3 separate regions of the Mus musculus genome follow, and regions 1 and 3 are each linked to region 2. A link is a contact called in public Hi-C and HiChIP or PLAC-seq data. All regions are on one chromosome and are shown on one strand. Each heading gives the region's core, a stretch centred on a gene start, on an enhancer-like site or on the middle of the called end of the contact. The rest is flanking DNA. Distances are from core to core; before and after follow the strand shown. Region 1 has its middle 44 kb from the start of Klhl31. Region 2 holds the start of Lrrc1 (leucine rich repeat containing 1). Region 3 overlaps Lrrc1 (leucine rich repeat containing 1).

The links. Hi-C and Micro-C count contacts between places; a contact is called where the count stands out from the background. HiChIP or PLAC-seq counts read pairs in DNA pulled down with a chosen protein or histone mark.
Region 1: a Hi-C map of DN3 thymocytes shows a contact between it and region 2, with 2.2 times the contacts expected there. The contact joins the enhancer-like site here to the promoter of Lrrc1 in region 2. A contact is called at or near these places in 3 of 39 promoter capture datasets (the C10 cell line, Sertoli cells and macrophages), 12 of 484 Hi-C or Micro-C datasets (the C10 cell line, DN3 thymocytes, the HPC-7 cell line and 7 more), 3 of 115 datasets of contacts at active chromatin or transcription factors (embryonic stem cells and intestinal villus epithelium) and 3 of 9 other capture datasets (adipose tissue, liver and pancreatic islet).
Region 3: a contact with region 2 is called in an H3K27ac HiChIP or PLAC-seq map of neural progenitor cells, with 4 times the contacts expected there. The contact joins the enhancer-like site here to the promoter of Lrrc1 in region 2. A contact is called at or near these places in 1 of 39 promoter capture datasets (macrophages), 11 of 484 Hi-C or Micro-C datasets (CD4 T cells, CD8 T cells, cerebral cortex and 6 more), 13 of 115 datasets of contacts at active chromatin or transcription factors (astrocytes, cardiomyocytes, embryonic forebrain and 8 more) and 3 of 9 other capture datasets (adipose tissue, liver and pancreatic islet).

Annotation. Positions count from the first base shown.
Region 1 is chr9:77,591,114-77,594,432 of GRCm38.p6, reverse strand. No RefSeq gene overlaps it. Among named protein-coding and RNA genes, the nearest start is that of Klhl31, 44 kb to the left of the region's middle. Within about 2 kb of position 1,807, at least 21 of the 459 cell types and tissues checked have an H3K27ac peak or open chromatin away from gene starts, as enhancers often do. A contact at or near this core is called in DN3 thymocytes, where this site is marked.
Region 2 is chr9:77,543,422-77,547,027 of GRCm38.p6, reverse strand. It overlaps Lrrc1 (leucine rich repeat containing 1), which reads left to right and starts at 2,176. Exons shown (of 14, transcript NM_001146048.1): 1 at 2,176-2,563. The coding sequence starts at 2,405.
Region 3 is chr9:77,501,713-77,505,266 of GRCm38.p6, reverse strand. The region is part of intron 1 of Lrrc1 (leucine rich repeat containing 1); the gene reads left to right. Among named protein-coding and RNA genes, the nearest start is that of Lrrc1, 41 kb to the left of the region's middle. Within about 2 kb of position 2,011, at least 53 of the 459 cell types and tissues checked have an H3K27ac peak or open chromatin away from gene starts, as enhancers often do. A contact at or near this core is called in cerebral cortex, embryonic forebrain, forebrain and 3 more, where this site is marked.

The DNA.
Region 1 (3,319 bases), core at 558-3,057, 48 kb before region 2:
AACTTTCTGAATCTGTTAAGTCAAGCTTTTAAAAAACTTGTAAAGCAAGTCGGGTGTGGTGGCATACGCCTTTAATCCCAGCACTCGGGAGGCAGAGGCAGGCAGATTTCTGAGTTCGAGGCCAGCCTGGTCTACAAAGTGAGTTCCAGGATAGCCAGGGCTTAGTCATATTATATTCAAATATCGACATCCCCTTATATTATCTGTCTGGGGCATCTCTCAGGCATCCTTTCCATCTTGGTCCCTGAATAATCTTTTAGTTAGCTAATACTCACTTTGTTCTTCCTTATATACCTGTTGAGTGTCCACAAATGCGTATTTCATTTATCAGCATTGTATTGGGCTATTTTCTGCAGTTCTGTTTTTCCTAATTTTTATTGTTTTATGTGCTTAGTCATTTTAGACTATTCAGTAGATACCTGACTGACCTGAAATTCCCAGACATTCATACATTCTGCCATGCTAGTGTGTGTGTGTGTGTGTGTGTGTGTGTGTGTGTGTGTGTGTGTGTGTGTGTGTTTTGAATGTTGCAGAGACTTGGATTATAGACCAGTGTCTAAGCCTCTGCCTGTGAGGCTCCTGTGAGCCCTGGATTAGGTTTGTGCTCCTTTAGAAAAGATTAACATTTGCTTCTGCCAAACAGCCCAAGGGTAAGAGTTCATTAATCCATTAATATGTCAGTTATTCAGACTAAGAGTTTTGAGTTCTGGGAGATAAACCGACATCCATGCCCAGGAAAGTCGTGATTGTGGATTATGGTGGAAGATGTTTTCCTCCAGTGGAAGCCAAAATGAGCTAAGCCAAGTGCCTGCTTCATCCCTCTCAGTAGATGATTCTTCAAGTATCTCTTGACCACAGAAAACAGCGTTATTCAAGAGTCCCCTGCAGGAATATTTCTTATAGCACTTGCATATTAAACTTAAAGGAGTGTTTGGCATAACTTATTCACCATTTCTAGTCATTCTATAATGTGAAACATATTCTATATTGTTAGAAATGGATGTTCTATGTGTGGCTTTAAGACAAAAATCTTAAAATAATTTTTTTTACCTAGGTTAGAGAATTTGGTTACGTGGTACAGTGATCATATTAGCTAATTAACAAACTAAAGAGAATTTGTCCTGGCTAACGTACTACTAACTCACAGATCTTGGTGGAAAGGGACCAATGCCACTAAGCGATGAGATCATCAAGCAGAAAATGGTACAAACTGAAGACACCTTGGAGATTCATTCATTCATTCATTCATTCATTCATTCATTTGTCAAGTATCCGATATATGCTTATAGCATGGACAGTGCTGGGATTCAGTTCCTTGTCATAGATCTCAATTTGAGCAGCAGACAAGGAACTGCGAATATTTAAATAACAAAGACGCAGAACCTGACAAAAGTGCAGAGAAATGTAACTTTGTGGGCAGGAGGGCCAGAGCGGGGAAACAGGGGAGGGAGAATCTTCTTTATGAGGACATAAGAATCAAAAGGTGTCCTAAACAACTAGAAAGAGCCCGTCAAGAAAAGCCACTTGAGGTGGGGAGGAGGGGCTCCCAGGTAGGAAAGAGGCAGTCCGGAGAAGAGCAGGCTGGAGGTTCACTCAGGGAGACTGTCTGCAGTGTAAGCTGGGAGAGTGGCAGAGAACCTGAATTATAGGCCGGAGCAGGCAGAGGGTCTGAAAAGCCAGAAACTGACATTGCCTGAGTTGGCCCCACATGGGGCTTGAATCATCTCTTCCTCATTCTCTAATCTGCAACTCCCCACAGCCAGTAATCCTCTTGCCAACTGCCTTATTCAGCCCTGCGTTCAAGCAAGCTGCTGTCTACCACATCAAATACCTCCAAGGCCCACGCAAGCCACAGGAATGCCTAGAACACCTGCTTCTGGGGTATTTTGGACCTCTTTCTCCAAATCCCCAGCCTCTGCAATTAGTGAGTCTATCTCGGAGTTCTTGCATCTGTTGTTTTTATGTAACTCTGTCTGCACTCACTCAAATAACCACTAATCATGTTTGAGTATAATAATGTGCTCTTAAAGTTTTAGAAAATACACAGTCCCTGATATATGATAGACAATCTCTAGTCTTAGTTGTAAAATCCTCATATATTTTTGTAATAGGCAAATTTCTATAACTCCACTTCAAGTCAACTAGATGTATATATACATGCAGACATATATATTCATATGGTAATCTCAAAAACAATAACAAGTGTTTAGAATTTTATTGTCTCCCTGTCTTACACCACTCTTCATTCATCACTGCATGCTCTAAATGGTTTGTAAGTTATTGATTTGATTTTCTTTGCTTTTATAATTGTCTTTTAAGTAAGTAGTAGTTCGCCTTCTTTTAGAGAAGATTTGAAAGGTTAGGGGTGACAGTTGTACACATTTGGGGTTCTGTTTCTGTTGTAGGAGAATATCAACACTTAATGGAACCCACATTAGCCCAGAACTTTAAAACCCTATCTACTCTTCCTTCCCATGGTGAGTCAGAAAGCTGCACAGTATGACTTCTTTTAAAATGAATATTCACTGACCAAGGTTTATCTCTGAGGTTCAATGTCAATATTAAAAAAATTTTTTCAAATGTTAAACTTAGATATGTGATCTCATTTTCCTTTACCCGACTCCTCTGGAGATCTTTCTAAAGCTATTCACATATCCTATTAATTGTCAGATGGAATACACTTCCGAGACATTAATCATATGAGATGGAGTTATTTTCATTAATCCTTTATATATAGCTGAAAATAGACGTGAGAGGAATGTGCTGAAAACATTAAGCTTAGATATGAAGAACATGCAGTAGGAGGGTGATCTGGGCATAGTTATATTTTCCTGGGTGCTGTCGTGACTCTGATGCCACACCTCAGCATTTCTTTGCAAAATCTGGATTTGTCAAGTGACTTTCTTGAGTGATGACATTGTGTGAGTCCGATATACATCTGTCCATCAGGCCCAACTGTCCAGGACACACCAGAGACAAGTAAAATCCAGTCCAGAATTTTGAACTCACTTGACATACCCTCATTGCACTTGGGTCTTTCTCTCACCTATTCTAGTATCTCTACTTCTTGACTTCTGTGCAGCATTTCCAGCTACAGATCAGCTGCTTACAAAACAGGACAAGAAAAATCAAGTTATCAAGTATGTCTGGCTTCTAGGCATCCTTTAAAAAGCTAAGCTTTGAAAGGAGAGGAAAACTTAGAAAGAAAAACAGCTCTCAGAAACAGAATAATGGCCAGAAATATAAGGCTTTTCTTACTTTATTAAGTTTTGACATCTGGACACAGATCTCTGCAGCCGTTGTCATGTTGCTATTTGAC
Region 2 (3,606 bases), core at 927-3,426:
GACACAGGGTAGGGTCAATTAGGAGGAGTGAATCTCAATTGAGAAGATGTCTCCATCAGATGGACATACAGGCAAGTGTGTAAAGCAATTTCTTGATTAAAGATTAATTGGAAGGGCACAGCTCACTGTGGTTGGTACCTCCCATAGACTAGTCCTAGGTGCTATAAAGAAGTTGAACGAGCCAGTAAACAGTATTCCTCTATGACCTTTGCTTCAGTTCTTGCCTCCAGGTTCCCATCCTGCTTGAATTCCTGCTTTGGCTTCCCTGAAGGATGGTCTGTGATCTGGAAATGTACGCCAAACAAATCCTTTCCTCTCCAGGATGCTTTTTGTCATGGTATTTATCCCACCAGTAGGAAACTAACTAGAACACAGAGTAGCCGGGATTCAAATCTGATAGTTAAGTCATGTGGATTTCGGTAGTTTTCAGGATCTGCAAAGCAGGTAAGCTGTTCAGAAACCACAATGTTTTTAGACATAAGAAGAAACACGATCACAACACAGAGAAGAATAAGGAATGCTTATTCAGGTTGGAATCCTTAAAAGACCAGACATATGTTAAAAACATACTAATCATTTATTAAAACAACCTAGTGTATTTCTGAAAAACAAAACAAAACAAAATACAACAACATTAAACTGAGTAGCTCAGCTTTCTATAACTTAAAAAAAAAAAAACCAGCTGGAAAACCCACAAAGTTAGTGACGTATCTTCTTGGATGTCTCAATCAGGAATCAGAGTTTTTCATGGGAGGTGGCAGGACATGGGCTTTATACACACTTCTGGAATGCAAGAATGAAGGAGGAGTGGAGGCTCAAAGTCCGCCTCAAGAATGCAGGCACCAAGTCAGGTTAAAAAGTGAAGTCAGCATAGTGGCAGGAATTAGGTACTGGCTGTAACCATCAAGTCTAGGTGATAATCCTGAGGTAAAAACAGGTCAAATTTCCTCCTTCATCAATCAAGACAAGAGATCCTCCTGATAGAGACGAAACCTTTATGTATCTCTCCCCCTCTCCCCCTGGGCAAGTGCCCTGTGCAGTTAAAAATACTGAAGAGACAATGAAAAAAAGTTTCAGAGCAAACTCTGCCTTGGTTACTAAGCAAGCTCAATTTTCAATCTTCTGCATATTGTGATGTTGGTGACTCCAGATTTGAGCTGAGGGAGCATAAGGCTTCCTTTGCTGGGTGGGGAGTCAGAGAAGACTCTTAAAACAGTCTATTAGCTATTGTATTTGGCCTAAAACGGAGTCATCAACTGTTCATGTGGAGTGAGTTTGGTTAGTTTGTATCGTTGACTCTGAAAACAGAAGAAAAGGGGTTCAAATGTCTGGCTGTGGTAACGGGAACCTCTGAGGAGCAAAGGAAGAAATTTGGGGCTCCCCGCCCCAAACTACAGCGTGGGTTGCAATCTCCCCTTTGTAAGACGCAGGGTGCTGTTGAAGAAATACAGGAGCCAGCTATTGGAGGTTCATCTGCCTTCCTGCACCAGTGCTTTCTGTACCTCAGCCCAGGTTAGCCCCCAAAGCACATCTGGCTAAGGTGGAGCTAATGCTGAAGCGCACCTTTGCCATCTCCTTTCTTCTCGGAGCATCTTTTAGAAGATTTTTGAAGACGGACATCCATGCTTTTGTTGGCACCAGGAAGTTGGTGACACGTACATCTCAGATAAGTCCTGCTCACCAAAGATGCTCTCAGGTCGTAGGGCCTGCCAGCGAGTGTGCGCAGACACAGGGCACAAACGGGGGTTAGGAGGAGGGGGTGTCGGAAAGCCAGAACCGACTCCTTCATTACCCCGCGCTCAAGGTACTCGGCGGGGCGGTACTTCCTGACCCCGGAAGAGAAAGTTGTTTTGGGGAAGGGGAGCAAGAAAAAAAAAAGCACGGTGAGTAAAATGAAAACTCCGAAGTTGTTCTGCTCCTTCTGGCCTTCGGTCCCTGCCCTCCTTAGGAGCTTTTTGGGGCGCGGCTCCCTCCAGAATCGCACACTGTGCGACTCCCCGCGGAGGAGAGGACCGCAGGAGCACCGTCTCCCGACCCTCCCGGGAGCCGGGTCTCCAGGAAAACCCGGAGCGGAGCATCCCCGGCCGGGACACGCCCTCTGCGTGCCGCCGAGTGCGCATGCCCAGTGCGCGGCGGCCGCGAGTAGGAAGCGGAGCGCGGCGGAGGGGGCGGTGGGAGGGGACGCTCGCGACTGTGGCGAAGGCGCGGGACGCGGCGAGGGTTCCCGCGGCTTCCTCAGAACGTTCGGGACGGTGGAGTCCTTGCGAGGCGCGAGCGAGCTTGGAGCCAGCAACGAGCTTGGAGCGGGCGGCGGGCGGGGAGCAGCGGGGCGGCCGGGCGGAGCGGGCTCCGAGCCCCGGGCTCCGCGGCTCGGCGGGACACGGCTCTGGTGGTGGAGGCGGCGATGTTCCACTGCATTCCCCTGTGGCGGTGCAACCGTCATGTGGAGGCCATCGACAAGCGCCACTGCTCGCTGGTCTACGTCCCCGAGGAGATCTACCGCTATGCCCGCAGCCTGGAGGAGCTGCTGCTGGACGCCAACCAGCTCCGGGAGCTCCCCGAGGTGAGTGCCCGCCTCACCTGGCGCGGTGGCCGGGTCCGTGCGCTCCTCCGCTGACTGCTTCGCTCTGGGAGACTCTGGCCAGCGGGGTCCCACTACTGCCCTCAGCCCTCCCTGTGCCCCCCTCCCCTGCTTCCCGATTAAACCCATCCTCCAATAAAAGTTGTTTTTCATTTATACCGAAAGACTTGGTATTTAACAAGTAGTTACATGGCTAGTGGAGAAACGTTCTGGTCCACTAAGTGGCTTAGATCCACGTCTGGGAACTAATGCCGGTTAGGTGAGAAGCCAGGTAGCTCACACTGTTCCCAGCTGGGGGCGACCATGCGCCCCATCACGCCCCGGGGCGATCGGCTAGCAGCCAATTCTCCAGCTAGTGGCTTGGAGCTCCTCATTTTGGGCTAACGCAGGTCCCAGAGGATGTGGGGACCCAGCAGCGCGAAAGTAAGCTTTAGTATATCTTGGCATCTGTAAGGAATGTGCTCCGGGCCTTATCTCTGTGGGCTATGCCCTGGAGAGATGGCGCTTGGTCCGCTTCGGTAGCCCCGTGGCCGCATTGGGGTGCTGGGCAGGAGGAGAACTGCTGCAGGTGCCCAGGTTCCCGCCGCTGGTGCACTGCGTGCGTGGACCTGTTGCGTGGTTGGAACTGCGATGAACGTGTGTAGTGGCTCCCGCTGCGAGTCAGCCCTGCTTGCTGCCTTTCCGCCACCACAGAGCTTGCTTGGGTCTGTCCTATCACTAATGCCATATCTTTTCAGAGTTGTTTATGAAAATTAATCATCTGCCGCACCGAACTTGGCCTGTGACAGATACTGATTGTGCTTCTAGGCCCTGCTGGGGTTAGACGCTGAACTTTTAACCCTTGAATTTGCCTCGGGATTCTAGCTTTAACTGTTAAGGAGGACGCATCCTTTACCCAGGTGTAAGGAGGAAGTAAGCCAGTGGCAATCCAGAGGTGCAGGAAATGGAAGTCCGCTGGGAGGCCCGGAGAGAGCCTAAAGGCCCGAGCCTCGGAATGCAAGTACCTTGTTTGTCCTTTGTTACCG
Region 3 (3,554 bases), core at 762-3,261, 42 kb after region 2:
CAGGTAGATCAGTGGAAAAGAATTGAAGACCCAGAAATGAACCCACACACCTATGGTTACTTGATCTTTGACAAGGGAGCTAAAACCATCCAGTGGAAAAAAGACAGCATTTTCAACAATTGGTGCTGGCACAACTGGAGGTTATCATGTAGAAGAATACGAATTGATCCATTCTTATCTCCTTGTACAAAGCTCAAGTCTTAAGTGGATCAAAGAACTCCACATTAAAGCAGAGACACTGAAACTTATAGAGGAGAAAGTGGGGAAAACCCTTGAAGATATGGGCACAGGGGAAAAATTCCTGAACAGAACAGCAATGGCCTGTGCTGTAAGATCAAGAATTGACAAATGGGAACTCATAAAATTGCAAAGCTTCTGTAAGGCAAAAGACACTGTCAATAAGATAAAAAGGCCACCAACAGATTGGGAAAGGATTTTTACCAATCCTAAATCTGATAGGGGACTAATATCCAATATATACAAAGAAGTCAAGAAGGTGGACTCCAGAAATTCAAATAACCCCATTAAAAATGGGGTACAGAGCTAAAGAATTCTCAACTGAGGAATACCAAAGGACTGAGAAGCACTTGAAAAAATGTTCAACATCCTTAATCATCAGGGAAATGCAAATCAAAACAACCTTGAGATTCCATCTCACACCAGTCAGAATGGCTAAGATCAAAAATTCAGGTGACAGCAGATGCTGGCGAGGATGTGGAGAAAGAGGAACACTCCTCCATTGCTGGTGGGATTGCAAGCTTGTACATCCCCTATTCTAGTTCTTGACTTAGTGCCCAGACAGACACATTTTGTCCCCATAGCTCTAGCGAACTTTGACATTACCTCTTCCCCTTCATGGATAATGTATGCTTTCAGGTAAGTTCTAGAAAGTTTTTCCTTAGTTCTGAAAGAGTCTCAGTGGAATTTTGTTCAGGATTTGTTGCAGCTGCAGACCATCACTCTTGCTAACATAGCTGTGGAGGTCTCTGTCTTGTGTTTGTTTTCTTCAGTGTCTCAGAGTTCTCACTGTAGAGGTCTTTCACCTCCTTTGTTAGACTTAGTTTGTTTTCTTTTGAAGCTATTTGTAAATGAGATTGTTTCTCTCCTAATTTCTTCCTCTTCAAGTTCATTTATTGGTATATAGAAAGGCTGCTGGGTTTTGTGTGTTGATTTTGAATCCTGGCACTTTTCTGAAGGTGTCTAGGGTTTTCCAGTGGAGTATTGGGGTTTTCCATGTCATCTTCCTTGTCTCCATCCCCTTGTTCTCTCTTGTCTTCCATCTAAGTCTCCAGTGCTGTGTTGGATAAGACTGGAGACAGTGGGCACCTCTGTCTTTTTCCTGAGTTTTGTAGGAAATGCTTTTGGTTCTGCACTGTCTGTCTGAGTGATTGATCAAAAAGCCAGCCTAACTTGTTGAGGACGGGAGGGGTGGGGGGAGGGGACTTGATTTGTGTTATATAAAACACGATAAGATTAGCGCTTTAAGTTAGGGATTAGAATACCTCCAACATGGCGATAAGTGTCCTTGTAGCTCAGCCACAGCTGTGCAGAAGCTGTGGCATTCCTGACACTGTTGTTCCTTATGAGAGCCCATGCTGTCAGTTCTTTTCTACATTATGGAGGAATTTCAGCACCTTGGGAACAACTGGTTGATGATCGTCCATATAGTAACATGAAAGGATGCAGCCCTTTCTCAGATTCGGGAAAGAAGTACTAATAGTACCCAGAAGGGCAAAAGACCTTGTCAGATGGAGAATGGAAACAACATTTTGTTTTGTTGAATGAAAGGCTCAGTATCTGCTAAAAACAACAGTGGCTGTAAGAAGCCTGGTACCCTGTAACAACCTAGGGCAGTTGGGGTTGCTCTGAATATAATTGCCCAGAATGTGGTCTAAGTGGGTCAGTGAGCTGTAATCAAACATGTAGATTTGAAGAATAGTGCAGCAGTGAGTTCTGTCACATGATCACTCAGTGCTCAGGCACCCTGCCAGAAGAGCTACACAAATTGTTCTTCATGTGCCCTGGCTCATCTCGGACACAAGGCAGAAGGAAGGGCTTATAGCTTAGGAAGCCTTCTCGCTGACTGTGTGAGGAAGCTGAACATTGACGATGTGACACAGTTTGAGTGGCAGACCCCTCCTGAACTGTGGAAGACAGCAGGTGATTTAGAGCATTTGAACACGGCGATGGCATCCATCAGGCTACTTTGTAAAGGACTGGAGAGTTACTGAGGCTTCCTTTTGAGGTCATGGCATACTGCATTTTTACAACTCGTATGTGCCTTCCCATGCTAACTAAAGCACTATTTGGGGCAGGCTGTAGGTGAGGATGCTTTCCTCTGGAAACTGTGGAACAAAATTTGTTTTCTTGTTCTGACCTCTCTTAGAGGTGGGATTTGTAGGCTGTCTGTCGTCCTTGTTATTTACTGCAGACCCGAGCACCCAATTTACTTGATTTCTTGGGTTCTATACGAATGAGCGCTGGATGCGTGGAACTGGTGATGGCTTTTGTACTTTTGCTGTTATGCCTTCCTCGCAAAACAAAGTAAGCTTTTCACGCTTGAGTAAACACATTGATTATATTATGAAACTGTCAGACTCTTTGAACAATTGGCACCGGCTCAGTTATTCAGACATGTGACTCTTTTCAATGGCTTTTGTGTTTGCTAATGCTTTAGGACAACTAATATAAAGAGATTGCTGTCCCTCAAAATAAATCTCAATTGATGGTTAAAGAAATCGCAAGGATTAGCCTCCATTGAACATCTTTTTCATTATCATATATGTCCAATTAGTGAAACCATTTGTGCAGATTCTTAGATCGTTTAAATAATCTGTTTTGTTTTATGTTAAAACCAGTAATTCATGCAGTATTCTTGTCACCTGACCCAACTGTGATCTGCTTCCATTCTACCCAATGGATCCTCACTGGATTCTCGGGCCCGCAGTTAGCATGGCCTATTACAGAGAACCTGAAATCTTGTTTTCTTTTAGAATTTTGTTTGCATTGTAAACCCTTTTCAAGTTCGATTGTGTTTGTAATAGTCGTTTTTATTATTTGCATAATTCTGCATTATTTAGCAATGGATAGCCTGTTACTTTACTCATGGTGTGCTTCCTAGCTTTATCTTAACATCATAATGCAAAGATAGAGTTGTGCATTTATGCTTGCTTTTGCTATTTTCAGCTCTAGTATGAGAAGTGCAAAGAAGTATATCAGTAGACTTGAAAATATTTTGCCTTTCGTGTGCTACCCACTCGCTTTTCAAAAGGCAGCACCTCTTTGGATCACTATACAAATATTAGTTCTTTTTTTTTTAAACCAATACAAAGGTGAAGATGGCTACTAAATATTAGCATTTGGAGCATCCTCTCATCTTAGTATAGACTTTCTGTAAATTCATTTTCTAGGTTTAAACATGCAGCATATGCTGTTGTTTCACAATACTAAGCAGCCAGGATCCATAGCAGTGAAGAACAGGGGCCTCTTGCCTTTCTCGTTCCGGTTGCTGGGTTTTATCAGTGTAGATGGAGTATATGAGTGAGACTGTTATG